Linked DNA regions of Capra hircus: region 2 is linked to region 1. A link is a contact called in public Hi-C data. All regions are on one chromosome and are shown on one strand. The core of a region is the stretch at or near the end of the contact, and the rest is flanking DNA. Distances in the headings are between cores, read along the strand shown.

What was found. Hi-C and Micro-C count contacts between places; a contact is called where the count stands out from the background.
Region 2: a contact with region 1 is called in a Hi-C map of liver, with 3 times the contacts expected there. The contact joins the enhancer-like site here to the promoter of SH3D21 in region 1. A contact is called at or near these places in 2 of 5 Hi-C or Micro-C datasets (blood and liver).

The regions. Positions count from the first base shown.
Region 1 is chr3:11,268,323-11,274,649 of ARS1.2, reverse strand. SH3D21 (SH3 domain-containing protein 21) reads right to left here and starts at 3,077. Exons shown (of 16, transcript XM_018041709.1): 1 at 2,809-3,077; 2 at 2,136-2,293; 3 at 1,986-2,049; 4 at 1,616-1,734; 5 at 1,282-1,372; 6 at 1,053-1,108; 7 at 923-968; 8 at 673-773; 9 at 467-553; 10 at 262-304. The coding sequence starts at 2,189. It overlaps THRAP3 (thyroid hormone receptor-associated protein 3), which reads right to left. Exons shown (of 12, transcript XM_005678698.3): 12 at 3,585-5,149. The coding sequence ends at 4,928.
Region 2 is chr3:11,349,743-11,356,069 of ARS1.2, reverse strand. It overlaps OSCP1 (protein OSCP1), which reads left to right. Exons shown (of 10, transcript XM_005678691.2): 6 at 480-608; 7 at 1,143-1,212; 8 at 2,709-2,848; 9 at 3,776-3,839; 10 at 4,078-4,427. The coding sequence ends at 4,194. Among named protein-coding and RNA genes, the nearest start is that of LSM10, 11 kb to the right of the region's middle. Within about 2 kb of position 2,314, at least 3 of the 5 cell types and tissues checked have an H3K27ac peak or open chromatin away from gene starts, as enhancers often do.

The sequences.
Region 1 (6,327 bases), core at 1,828-4,327:
TCACAAAATGAAACAAATGTAAACACAGTCATTGATGAGAATGATAGCTCAGGACAGAGGAACAGGAACGTAGTAACACACACGAAGTGACCCAGTCCTAACACAGACCCACCAGACATTCCTACCAGGCCTTTAACCCATGGGGAGGTACCTCCTAAGGGTGTGCACTGGACCACTGGGAAGCTACGGGTGTCTGTGAGCACCTGGACTGGTGGGCCTCCCAGAAATCACTCCCCAGTCCCAGGCTTCCCGGGCACCCACCTGATTCCTGAGATACCACTTTCCGTGGGACCAGCTTCTTGATCTACACAGAAAAAAGTGTCAGAATCGGAAGAGGAGCCCTCACACTTCTAGCTCCACTCTCGCTTGTGGGTGGCCCTCAGCTGTGTCCAGCGAGTGCCACCACCCTCAGCTTTGTCCAGAGTGGCCTGCCCCTTGCCACCAGAGTCCCTGGCTCCGTACTCACTGGGGGAGGTGGGAGCACAAAGTTATCCGGGAAAAGTCCTCTTCTGCCTTGAGACTCTCCTTCCCACCAGCCCTTATCCTCTGTGACCTGGGAGAGCAAGAGGTCATGGGGAGATGAGCCAGACCCCCAAGCTCCTTCCTTCCCTGAGCCCACGCTTCTCAACATCCCCCGTCCCCATGCCCTCCCTCGCCCTGTGTCTTGCCCACCTTCCTCAGTACTTTCACCTCATCACCCCTCCGAAGAGCCAACTCGTCTGGGGCCTCAGGATGGTAGTCAAACAGGACCCTGTAGGTCTCGGGGTAGGAGACTGAGGGGAGCTCAGTTCACTGACGCCAAATCCCCTCCCTGCACAAGTCATAGGCTCCCTCCTCCATCAGCCTACCTGGGCACCCCCTCCCCCAAGTCACAGGGGCTTGGGGAAGAGGATTTTGAGGGACCCTTTGGCGGGGTGCTCACCTGTCTGCAGGTAATCTGGAGGGCTGTCATAGGTCAGGCTGCTCAGCTAGTGGGGGCAGGGGAAGGACAAAGCTGAGCCTCCAACCCCCTAAGAGGAACTGACCAACTCTGCCCACTCCACCCACTTTACCTTGGGAGGCCGCTGGGGACCAAGGATGACTGAAGGGATGTCTGGATTGCCAAGGCCTGGTGGGGGATAGTGAGGTTAGGGAGGGTGCTAATGCAGTTGAGGTCATGGGAAAGGTCAAAGGGGTCATAGGGCAAGATGTGCAGATCACAGGTTCAGGCCACTGGGGCAGGTCACTGAAGATTGTAGTCTGGTCACAGGGGTTCACGGGGTCACAGGGTCCAGGTCTCACTTGGGGGCCCACTGTCCAGCAACTCCACAAAGTTGGATGGGAAGGCTCCCAGCTGCCCGTTCTTCTTCCCCAGCCACCAGCCGTCCTCAATCTGGGAAGTGGGGAGGACGCAGGGGCATCTAGTCCTGCCCCAAGGGCCTCCCTAGCAATCTTAAACCCTGATTCACCCCGATTCTTCCCAGATGACCCCTCTCCTCCCTTGCCTCCTCACTTTCCCATTTCTGTGCCCCTCATCAATTCCATCACCCACAACCTCACGGCACCCATGTCTCCTCACCCAGAGATTCCATCGTCTCCCCTCAAACCCCTCTCATCCATCACCTCATCCCCTCACCTCCTTTATCACTTCCACAATCTCCCCAGCTTGCAACTGCAGCTCGTCCGCTTGCTCCGGAGTGTAGTTGAAGTTTGCCTTGCACCATTTTCGGGGGCCCAGAAATTTGACTGAGCAACCTGGTATCGGTCGAGAGTGAAGCAGCTTGAGTCTCACGCTCCAATCCGCGGAGCTGGGGGAGGGGCGGGACGCGCTCTCACCCTTCCTGCGTCTAGGCCCCACCCCAGGGCGGAGCATTGTACTTGAGAACCAATCACGGGTCGCGCCGTGGCCGCGCAGCCCCGCCCAGAGCCGCGCCCTTCAAGGCGAGTTGGGGACAACCTGGGCGCTGGGGCTCCGCGCGCGCGTATCCACGTGCACCCGCGCTCACCTCGGCGGCGCGCACAGCGCGGTCTCGGCGCCTCCCCCGAGCAGCGGAGAGTCTCCGGGATCTCCTGTGAAAGAGCGCACCGAGAGAGGGGCTCTCAGCTCCCTGGGGAGCGCGCAGAGAAACCCCGCCTGACCTCCAGCTCTACCTCACCTGCACCAGGGACTCCGGGAAGAGGCCACAGCGGCCTCCCAGCTCTCCACGCATCCAGCCCCGTGCGGGCCCCTTGCACACCTGCCGGATCACGTCACCAGGCGCCAGGCTCAGCTCTTCCTCCTTCTCCGCGCGATAACCGGCTAGGACCAGCACCTCTGCGGGCGGAGGATGGCGCGGGCACGCGGTTCAGAAGAGCCCAGTGGGGCTGACTGGCCCTGGCGCGAGTCCCGGACCCAGTGTGGACAGCGAGAGAGCGTAGTAGTGGTGTAGGCTTTTAATGCTATTTCCAGGCAGAAGAGCCACCCCAAACCCTCTGCACATACCCATGGCTTCCGGGGCTCCTTCCGGAGCCGAGCAGGGAGGATGGTGTGGTAGCGTTAGCAGCCGAGTACTGGGTCCAGGTAGGTTGGGACTAGCCGCGAGATTGTGAAGCCAAGGAGGCGGAGACGCAAGCCCATAGGTTGGGCTCCGGTGCAGGGAGTGGGTGTGGGAGGGGGCGGCCCGGATCGGCAGGTTCGGTCCCCAAACTATGGGTAAGGACTCCAGGACCTCTGGCCAGTGCTGGGGTCACAGCTCCCCGACAAGCTATCTGCCCAACTACCTCCCCTCCTTATCCTAGCCTTGGCTGAGTCTCCGACACGCCACTGGCACAGAGCCGTCCCTGGCTTACCCTCTCCTGGTTCTTAGCTGCATGGGAGTCGACAGCATACCAGGGTGGGGCCCCCAGCAGGCAGCAACCGCTCTTAGACGGGTCCTGGATGGGTGGAGTGGGTGGTTGCTCAGTGTGCACAAAGTTATTGCTGCTTTCCCTGGAAGGTGTATTCTCCCTGTAGTCCCTTCAAGGGGAGAGGAGGAGCTTAAAAACCCTTTCTTCAGGCCAATGGGGCCTAGCTTGGTTTCAGGAAACACCACGGGATTCTCCTCAGGGGAAGACAGGAAGGCAACTTCCGGAGCTTTCAAGGCTCGTGGTTTCCTACAGCCAAGGCCAGAGCTGGCAAAGGCCAGAGCTGGCAAAGGTTAGTGCCAGTCCCAGGTGGGCCAGGCTAACTTTCAGATCATCTTCCTGCTTAGTGGTGAACACACAGAAGGCCAAGCATGTCATCCACACCCCTTGACTCCTGCCCCACTGCTTTGGAAGCCAAAGTCCTTGCTTACAATGACACCAGAGTGGAAAAATCTGGTTCTCCTAGGGTGTCTAAGGAACAGGATATGAAGCAAAATCACTGGAATGGGAATGAGGAGTTATTACCCAACACAGATTGGCTGAGGCTCCTCCCAGAACAATCTTGTGTGCAGCTGGAGGGGATGGGGCTGCAAGAGTCTGGGCCCAGCCCCGCAGACATTTCATCTTTCTGGTTCCCTGAAGTTGCTATGGGGGACATCCACCACCTGCCCCCACCACACCCACCCACACCCACTCAGGGTGACAATGACCAGAGCCATTTGCATCTGCCACTTCATTTATTTTTTTATTTGCAGGAGGAGTTGAAACAAATTTTAAGGGTATTTTCATTCCCCCCCCCAAACATGAATCATTCAAGTAAAACCAACTTAACTATAGAAATGTAGCAAAGTAAGGGGAAAGTAGCATAACAACCCAGGAGGCAAAGGTTGGGGGGGGAGAAGTGGGTGCAGTCCGCATATAACATATGCATAAATGCCATATGATTCACCTGCTCAGGACCGCCTCCCCAGAAGGCAAGCACAAGGACCAATTTTAAGAGGATGTTTTCCCCCCAAACATCGGAGAATGTTTCAACTTAAAGCTTAAGGTTTAAAAAAAAAAAAAAAGGGAAAAGAAAAAAACACAAAACAAAAAACCCCCACAAACCACCCAGCCATAACCACCTTCCTTAATCGATCATAGGAGTTTCTTTTCATTTTATAAAAAGATTAATAAAAAATATTGAAAAAATTATTTTCTCATCTTATATTTGTAAAGATAATAGAAGTCAGAAGTTTCTTAGAAAACAGACCAGAAACTGCCATCCAGTTTCCACCCCTGTTGCTGAGAGGATCAGCAGGACTAGAAAGTTTGGGATACTGGAGCTGCTGGTGGAGAAGGGGAAGCCCAGCCCACAAGAAATCAGAAAATACTGGGGGGAGGGGAGGTGCGCACATGGGGTGTGGTTAGGAGCAACACCACATGATACATGGCTGCGCAGAAAAGGGGAACACAAGGTGGTCAGAAAGGCCTTGAACTCCTCCTCGACATACAAAACCAAGTTTTACAAAGACCCACGCAGTTTGGTCCCAAACTGAGGTGAACACATCAATATTTATTCACATGCTTTGTTTTCTCTTTTAAGAATCAAAGTTGCCCAAATTAAATCTTTCTGCTAATGTTACTATATATGCCTAAAAAATAAAAAAGGGGGCTTTTAAAATAAGGATAAAGAGACTGAAAATCAAATTAGTCCTCAGCTCCAAATGAAATGAAATAAAGAATAAAACTGTTGGTTTCTAACAGGGAACAAACCAAAATCCAAGTTATCGCTCTGCCCTCCCTACCCCAGCCCCCACCCCACACACCAACAAGAAACAAGAAACACGTAGCTAAAGCCCAACATGGTGTGTTCTGCTCAAGAGCTGGGCCTCACCCCAGGCCAGCTGCCTCTGTCTGGTGGGACGCCAGGATGCTCTTCGGCAGTTGTAGGATACTTTGCATGGCTGGTGGGGGGTAGGGGTGGGATTTTCAGAATCTTCTTGAGGCTCCTCTGTTTAGCTCCTCACCAGCCGTCTCCCGGCGCCTCTCTCCCTCGGGCAGGGGCTCCCAGCAAGAGTGGCCGCTACTCAGTTGTCGGCTGTAAATTGTCCTTCTCTTCTCGGTTCTCTGTCCCACTCTCATCGTCTTCAATCTCCCCTTCCTCCCCACTGAACTTGTCATGGGCCCACTTGGGGCTGGTGCTGGATTTCCGGAACATGAACCGGCCTCGACCTCGAGGGAAGGCTCCTCGGCCCCGGCCCCGGCTCACCCACTTCTCACTGCCTTCGCCTTCACGGTCATCATGCTTAAAAGAAAAGGAAAACTGTCATCAATGCCAGAGTAAACAAGAGCAGCCTCTCCTCTGCACCTACCCAAATGTGACTTTCCCAAACGAACCTATGTCCTGTCCTCCTCCCTGTCCCCACTGGAAAAATGCTACTGATTCAGATCTAAGAGAATATTCAGTTCGGTTCCTTGAATTCTAAGGCAGTCGTTTAGGCATTGTCATGATGATGATGATAAAATCTTCAAAGACCTTTTCTTACATTATCTCATTTAATCTTCACATTTACCCTACCCTATCATTATCAACCCTCCACTATGCAGATGAGAAAACAGCCAGGGGAACTTTAAGTAACTCCATATTATTTAGAACACATTCTCTGGGGGCGGGGGGTGCCGCGCAGGTGTAAGCCAATCACCCCCAAACATGCAACTCTTTCTGATCCGAGTTGTCTGTAAGCTAAGAAGGAAGCAACACAGAACACACACACAGCTGGGAGTCTTATCCAGCTCTCCCAAGCCTCCCCTCAGCCAAGAATAGGCAGTGAGACCAAGGGCAAATGGCTCATGGTCTCAGACCAGTACTGGCAAAGGCAAGGCCAGAACCCAGCCTCCTGTCTCGTATCTTTCCTCCTTTCTCAGTTTTATGCAAGAAGGCAGTGTGGCAGAGTAGAAAAACAAACAAAACCTTTAACTCAATCCCTGTTCTGATGATCTCATGAGAAAGAAGGAGGGAACCAATGAAAGAATGAATGAGAAAGGATTTTGAAAAGTCACTGTTACCCCATCAGCCCCATGACTTCAGAGAATCTGAACCCTCCACCCACACAAGTAGTACCTGAGGCTCCTGAGGGGTTAGTTCAGCTAAAGGGCCAGCTGCTTTTTCACTAGCCTAAATGAATCTGGTTGGCAATGCTTCTTCAGGGACAGATAGGGTACGGCCTTTCATCCTTCCCCTAAACAGCCCCACTCCAGTACCTATCCTGGGCCCAGTCTAGCCAACATTTTCCTAGATAAAGGTTCAAGAGTCCTCTCAGAGTAGCTTCTAGAAGCCCCAGAAAAGTGAAGTTGGCTATGCACAGTGATTTACACAGCAACCTGCTTCCCAGCTTCCTATTTCCAGGCCAATCCTCATGGGTGATCAGACTCAGCAGCAAGATTACCTTGGTTATTACAACACTCAGTCACATCTGCTTGGAC
Region 2 (6,327 bases), core at 1,065-3,564, 82 kb before region 1:
ACAAAGGAGCCTGGCATGCTACAGTCCTTGGGGCCGCAAAGTCACACACACGCACACGCACGCACACACACACACGCGCACACACACACACACCCCGTTATATCAGCTAGCGTCTTTATCTTGAAGCAGTGTGTAAATTCCCTTTGGTCCCATAGCACAAAGAATAATGAAGCCTCCGGGACTCTCCAGGCTTGGAGAGCATGTCATCACGTCCTCCTTTGTTTTCTCTTTTTAATATTTCTTCATTTGGCTGCATCAGGTCTTACTTGTGGCAGGTGGGATCGCTTGTGGAAACACGGGCTCTCGAGTCTTGGCGCACAGAGCGTGCAGGCTTAGTAGCTGTAGCGTGCAGGCTTAGCTGCTCTGTGGCATATGGGATCTTAGTTCCCCAACCAAAATTCAAGCCCATGCATCGCACGGTGAATTCCTAACCACTAGACCACCAGGGAAGTCCCATCATGTCCTACTTCGTCTTGTAGAACATTCAACAACAAAGGCAAAGAAGTGAAGAAGACAGAATTTAAGCACGGCGGGAGCTATGTCGCTGCCCTCAAAGAAGGGTCTCTCGAGCTCTATGGAGACCGAGTCCTGAAGCTGGGAACTAATATGTAAGCAAATTCTTCCTTCCCCTAATGAGTTCCCGTGCAGCAGAGGTCCCTTCATTTAAAGAACTGGCTTGACTTCTGCAGTGAAAAACCCCTGCTGACAATTGAAGGCATTTCCTCTTAGAGACACGGCAGGCAGGGCCCCGGCATTTCCAAAGGGCACCTCGGATCTTCCACCAGAAGGTAGATTAGCAGGTCAAAAAGATAAATAACTTAAAATAGCCGTACAAGAGAACTAGCCGAAACCTTTTAATGCAGTAGAGACCCAAAAGGCCTTGGCCTTCATGTACCGATCATGTTTTTTTCCAGAAATACACATTACTTTGCAAGAGGAAAAATCGCCATACAGCTTCCTAGGTATTTTGATTTGGGAAGAAGCAAAACTTGAGTGGTTGACACCCGCTTAGTTATAGTCTGTATCCCCAGCACCTTTCTGGATGCTTTTTAATACCTCAAAGTAAAAGCTATGCACTATATTTATGAGTTAGAAGGGCAAAAGGCCTGGACAGTGCTTTTGTGGTTTTCCGTTGCCACCAGGTATAGCGTGAACCGGCCCGTGGAAACCCACATGTCTGCAGCATCAAAGAACTTAGCTTCACGGACGCAGGTAAGCTTCTGCCTCCCGTGTTTACCTTCAGAGCTAATTTCTAGATACAAGAGTCTGGATAGGGAGAAGGGAGGGGTCTCTAGAGTTCAGAGCTGGCCAAGGCTCCCTCCTTGTTTGCAGTCTTCTCCATTCCGCCTTACCAGTACACAGGTTTTAAATTATAGTTTCTCATGGAGACTTCTAGTGATCTGACTAATTAGGTAATTTTAAGCTTGTCTCCACCACCATAATTAAGCAGGAACCACACATAAGGACATGTGAAACAGCATTGTACCAGTGCCGTGAGGTCCGTGGCTGCTGAGTTCAGCACTTGTGTGTATTCTGATTGTTAAAACATCCCCTTTCCCTGCTTCCTTGTGTAATGATGTGAAAGTTGAGTTCAAAATGAGGTTGGGGTTCTCTGAATTCTTTTGTACAAATTTTCACTGAACTAGCTATCATCTAGCTATAGGCCAAATCATGGACAATTCAGTTATGCTATAAACATTTATTGAACTATGTCTATTGGGGGCAGCGGGAGGGGTTCCCAGGACACAGAGCTGGCTTAGATTTGGTCCCTTCCTGAAGGGCCTTGTAATACGCTAGGCTTATAAAGACAGCGATAGGAACAAATAACTATAACCTGGTGGAAGACAGAAGGTGAACTTGCTGAGCATTCTGAGCAAAGAGCTGTGTCAGAACACATATCCTGTCCAGGGGGTGGGAAGGAACCCCCTGGACAGGGAACAGGAAGGCTTTTCGGAGAAGGTGACCTTCAAGTGGAGCTCTGGAGTGAGGCAGATACTAAACAGCTCAGAAGGAGAGAAAGGCACAGAAACCAAGATGACAGGACGAGCAAAGGCACCAGAGGCATGCTCCTCGGGGGAAGCAGGCAGTCAGCGTCCCTCTCGTGTAGCTGGATCATAAGGCGATAGCAGCAGTGGCCAGAGACCCGCCCAGACAGGCACACAGGGCCTGATTCCAGAGGCGAAGCAGGGGAAAAGCCGGGTTAGAGAGAGCCAGGTAGGAGGAGGGTGCAGGCGGCAGAGGGGCCAGGCCGCGAGAGAGGGAGCCACAAGAGAGAAGGGATACGAGGGTGTGCTCACCAGTCACCACCGGAGGGCAGTGTGGTCGCTCCCGTGGAACGCGTGCCCTTGGACCTGGAGGCTTCACCCAGGCCACGGGTAAAGGCTGGGGGAACTAGACTGCCTGAAGAGGAAGCAGCATTCTCCTTCAAAGAGGAAGGAAGGAAGGTGGTTTGAGGAGAACGAGGATCCCTGGGGCCTTTCACTCATCTTGAAAGTGTGAGAATCTCCGGCTTGTCCCTCTGCTTCTGACATGGGTTATTTCTCTTCTGGTTCTATTTCCTATGCTTCATGTGGGCCCAGTCCTTCCCAGAAATCATTTAGACAGTTACTGTTTTGCCTTGTTTTGAAATACCACCCGGGGTCTCTGGGGTATCAGCAGGGAATTGAATCACCTTCACGTGGCTAAAAATCATGAAATTGATTTTGCAGGAAAGCATAGTTCCAAACCCTCTTGCTAAAGAAGAGCTGAATCTCCTGGCCAGGCTGATAGGAGGCATGGAGATTCAGAAACCCAGTGGCCCTGAGCCAGGATTCCGGTTGAATCTCTTCACCACTGATGAAGAGGAGGAGTATGTTTTCAACCTGTTTCTTTAAATACTTATGTAAAAATCCTAAGTGTGGTAAGAACCAAAAAATGACCATCATAAACCAAATAAGTGGCTCTTATCACTTATAAACACAGATGTAAAGATCAAAAATGAAAGGTCAGCAAACTCAACAACCTTAGTTAAAGAAGAATCCACTAGTATTAAATAGCCTGAATCTTCTGGATTTGTTAAAAAAAAAAAAAAAAAGTAGCTCTAATGTTTTATTTAGCAAAGCGCAGCTCAAGAGAATTGGAAGTCAAGATAATCCTATTTTAAAAAAGACTGTTAAGAAACCAGAAGGAGGTTGGAGCATGACATCTTCAGGATGAGACAGTCGCCCCCAGAACCAATAGCGGTGGTAATTCACTGAGACTTACACGTGCCTTACTGTTTCCAGAGAACTTCTGGGTTCATTATCTCATGCAATTGTTCTCACAGCCATGTATTTGGGGTGGGGGTGGGCGCCTTCTATTTCTCTCTCCTTTGGAGAGGCAGGCCCTGTGGGAAGTGTAGGGACCCAAGGATGGCGCACAACACCTGGGGCCTGTCCTCAGGTCCTCCCGGCATTGCAGGAGCATGAACACATGCGCCATGTCGCACGTGCTCCAGTGAGGGACACAGGGACTGACTTGGCCCCAGCAGATTGAAGAAGTTGGCAACTGAGCTGGGTCTCAGAGTTTGCCAAGCAGAGGAAGGGGAAAAGTTATTCTTGGCAGACTTTAGTATGTGCAAAAGCAGAGACATAAAAGGACTTGACTTCCTGGAGCGTAGGGTGTATTGGTTGGGGAGAGGGTAGAAAGTTGAAGAGAGAGAAAAAAAATAGGTTACCAGATTATCAAGGACCAATTTGCCACGCTGGCAGGGAGGAAAATCCTAACCTTTGACCCGTTTCTCGACCCTCTCGTATAGACAAGCAGCGCTCACCAGGCCAGAAGAGTTATCCTACGAAGTTATCAACATCCAAGCTACTCAGGTGCGTGCAGGCGATTATACAAGTCAAATCTTATTCCCCTCCTGTTCTTATAATAACAATGAACTTCAAAGGCCCTCCCTCCTCCTCCTCTCTAATCAGCATGTAACATAGTCCCTTTCCTGACAAACAGGTGAGGAACCGAAGTGCATCACAGGGGTGGGAAAATGAACCACCAGCTGCACAGATAGGCCATCATGCCCACATGTTTCTTCATTCTCTCCCTCCTCTCCTCTCACAGGACCAGCAGACGAACCAAGAGCTGGAGCGGATCATGGGGGAGTTTGAGATCACGGACCAGTCAAGGCGGAGCGCTAGCAAGGGCGACGACTGGCTCGCCATGATGGATGAGTTATAGCTGTGCTGACCAGGCACCCCTCCCCTGTGGAGAGGCCGCTTGATGAGGACCCCGGGGGTGCCCCCCAGGGAACCACACGATGCTGCTAGTTTTCTACTAAGCGAAGCCCTTACCCTCTTGTTCCCATTTCCGTCCTAATAAACTGTGCGGGTCTCCCTCGGGGAGCACACTGTCCGGAAGGCAACACGCATATCCATATTTTCAGCAAAATATATTCTGGCTTTGAAATTGGACCCTTCCCCATTTTCTTCCTGGTTTTATGGCACTCAGAGCATCTGGAGCCCAGAGTCAGCAAGACGGTGCTCCTGTTGCCACCTTCATGACAAGCTTGGCTCAGGGGGGCCTGCTGCTCACAGATGCCCGTGGATCGTCACAGAATTTCAGAGCTCTCTGGGATGTCTTCAGCCTTGTGAGTCTGACATAAGTGGAAAAGGCAATCGCCTCAAACCGTCGGGACCCAGTTTATACAGCCTGGCACACTGGAAGCTGTCACCTCAGATGCAGAGGAAGCAAGGCCGTGACGGGACTCCACGCAGGCCCCGCGCAGAGCCTGTGGGCGTCTGTGGTTCTCCACACGTCTCTCCATCCATATGTGGTGTGGGCTTATCCCGTATGGAACTGTGTTTGCTCTTCAGCGTGATACGTCCTCCTTACCCCCAGAGTCTTCCTCTGCCACTTAGCGTTCTTGCCTTCTAAAGGCGCCCAGCGTGAGTTGCCATGACAGCCGTCTCCTCTGCTTCGCCATTAGCGGCCAAGCAGAGCTGTAAGCTGGACGTGGGGAGGCACGTGGCGTACCACTTTCCCTTCCGTGCACCAGATGAGTTAGTCAATACTTCCCTTGGCAGGATGCCAAAGTCTAATTTGGATCCATGAGAAATGTCTCAGGCCAGGGCTGCCCTCATTGCTTCAGGAAGGAGGGTCAGCCCTCCACCTCATGTTCATTCTGGCCGAGTAACTGGCAGCTCGAGGTCAGCCAACATCCAGAGGTCAAGGTCCATTCAGTCTCCTGGAAGCAATATCCGGAACGGCAAAGGGTGGGAGAGGAACTGAGCTGAGCTGGTCACTGCCTGAGATTGAACTAGCCAGGACCACTCGGGACCCCTGCACCCACAGTAAGAGTGGAGGCAAACATGTTTCTGGAAAGCAAGGGTCAGGGTACCCATCCTTTAGCCTACCCAAGGCATAGGGTTTGGATTTGTTGTTGCTGTTATTTAGTTGTGTCTGACTCTTTGAGACCCCATGGACGTAGCCCGCCAGGTTCCTCTGTCCATGAGGATTCTCCAGGCAAGAATACTGGAGTGGGCAGCCATGCCCTCCTCTAGAGGATCTTCCCAACAAAGGGATGGAACCCACATCTCTGGATGTAGCAGGCGGGCTCTTTACCACTGAGCCACCTGGGGACCCCAAACTGCTTCTTACAGGCTTACAAAGTGCCTTCAGTTTCAGTCTCTTGTAAGCAGACAACAAGCGCAGGGAAGGCCCTGTCCTGGGTCTGGCTGCCACCGCACTGTGACAGACCTGAACTCCACCATCTGTTCCCAGTGTGTCCTGGGACCGTGGAGATGGGCCACGGGTGGCCAAGAGGCAGCCTCCTCCCTCCACCTACCCCAGAGCCATGCTGATGATCTCAAACCTCCCTGTTGTCTCAGTGAATAAACAAGATACAGATCTCTGGTAAGGCAGCCTGGTGATGAGGCAACCTTTGAGTTTCATGTCTCTAGTCTTGCACAGATGTTGAGAAAAACAAGTTTATTTGCATTGTGGCTTAGGGCACCCAGAAAAAGCAGGGGAGTTGGGAGGGGGCAAAGGAAAAAGAAGACAAGGATTACTCTGGCAAGAATCTGGACTGAGTACTGACAAGGCATCATTGTTCATTTAACACCAGGCTATGTGAGGGCTTCCCTGGTGGCTGCCATGCAGGAGACCCAGGTTCGATCCCTGGGTTGGAAAGAGCCCCTGGAGGAGGGCATGGCAACCCACTCCAGCATTCTTGCCAGGAGAATTCCATGAAAAGAGGAACCAGGTGGGCTACAGTCCACAGGGTTGTAAAGAGTCAGACATGACTGAGTGACTAACCCTTTCACCTGGGTTCTGAGGCTGTTATACAGCAGTGCCCAGTTCACTCCAAGGAAA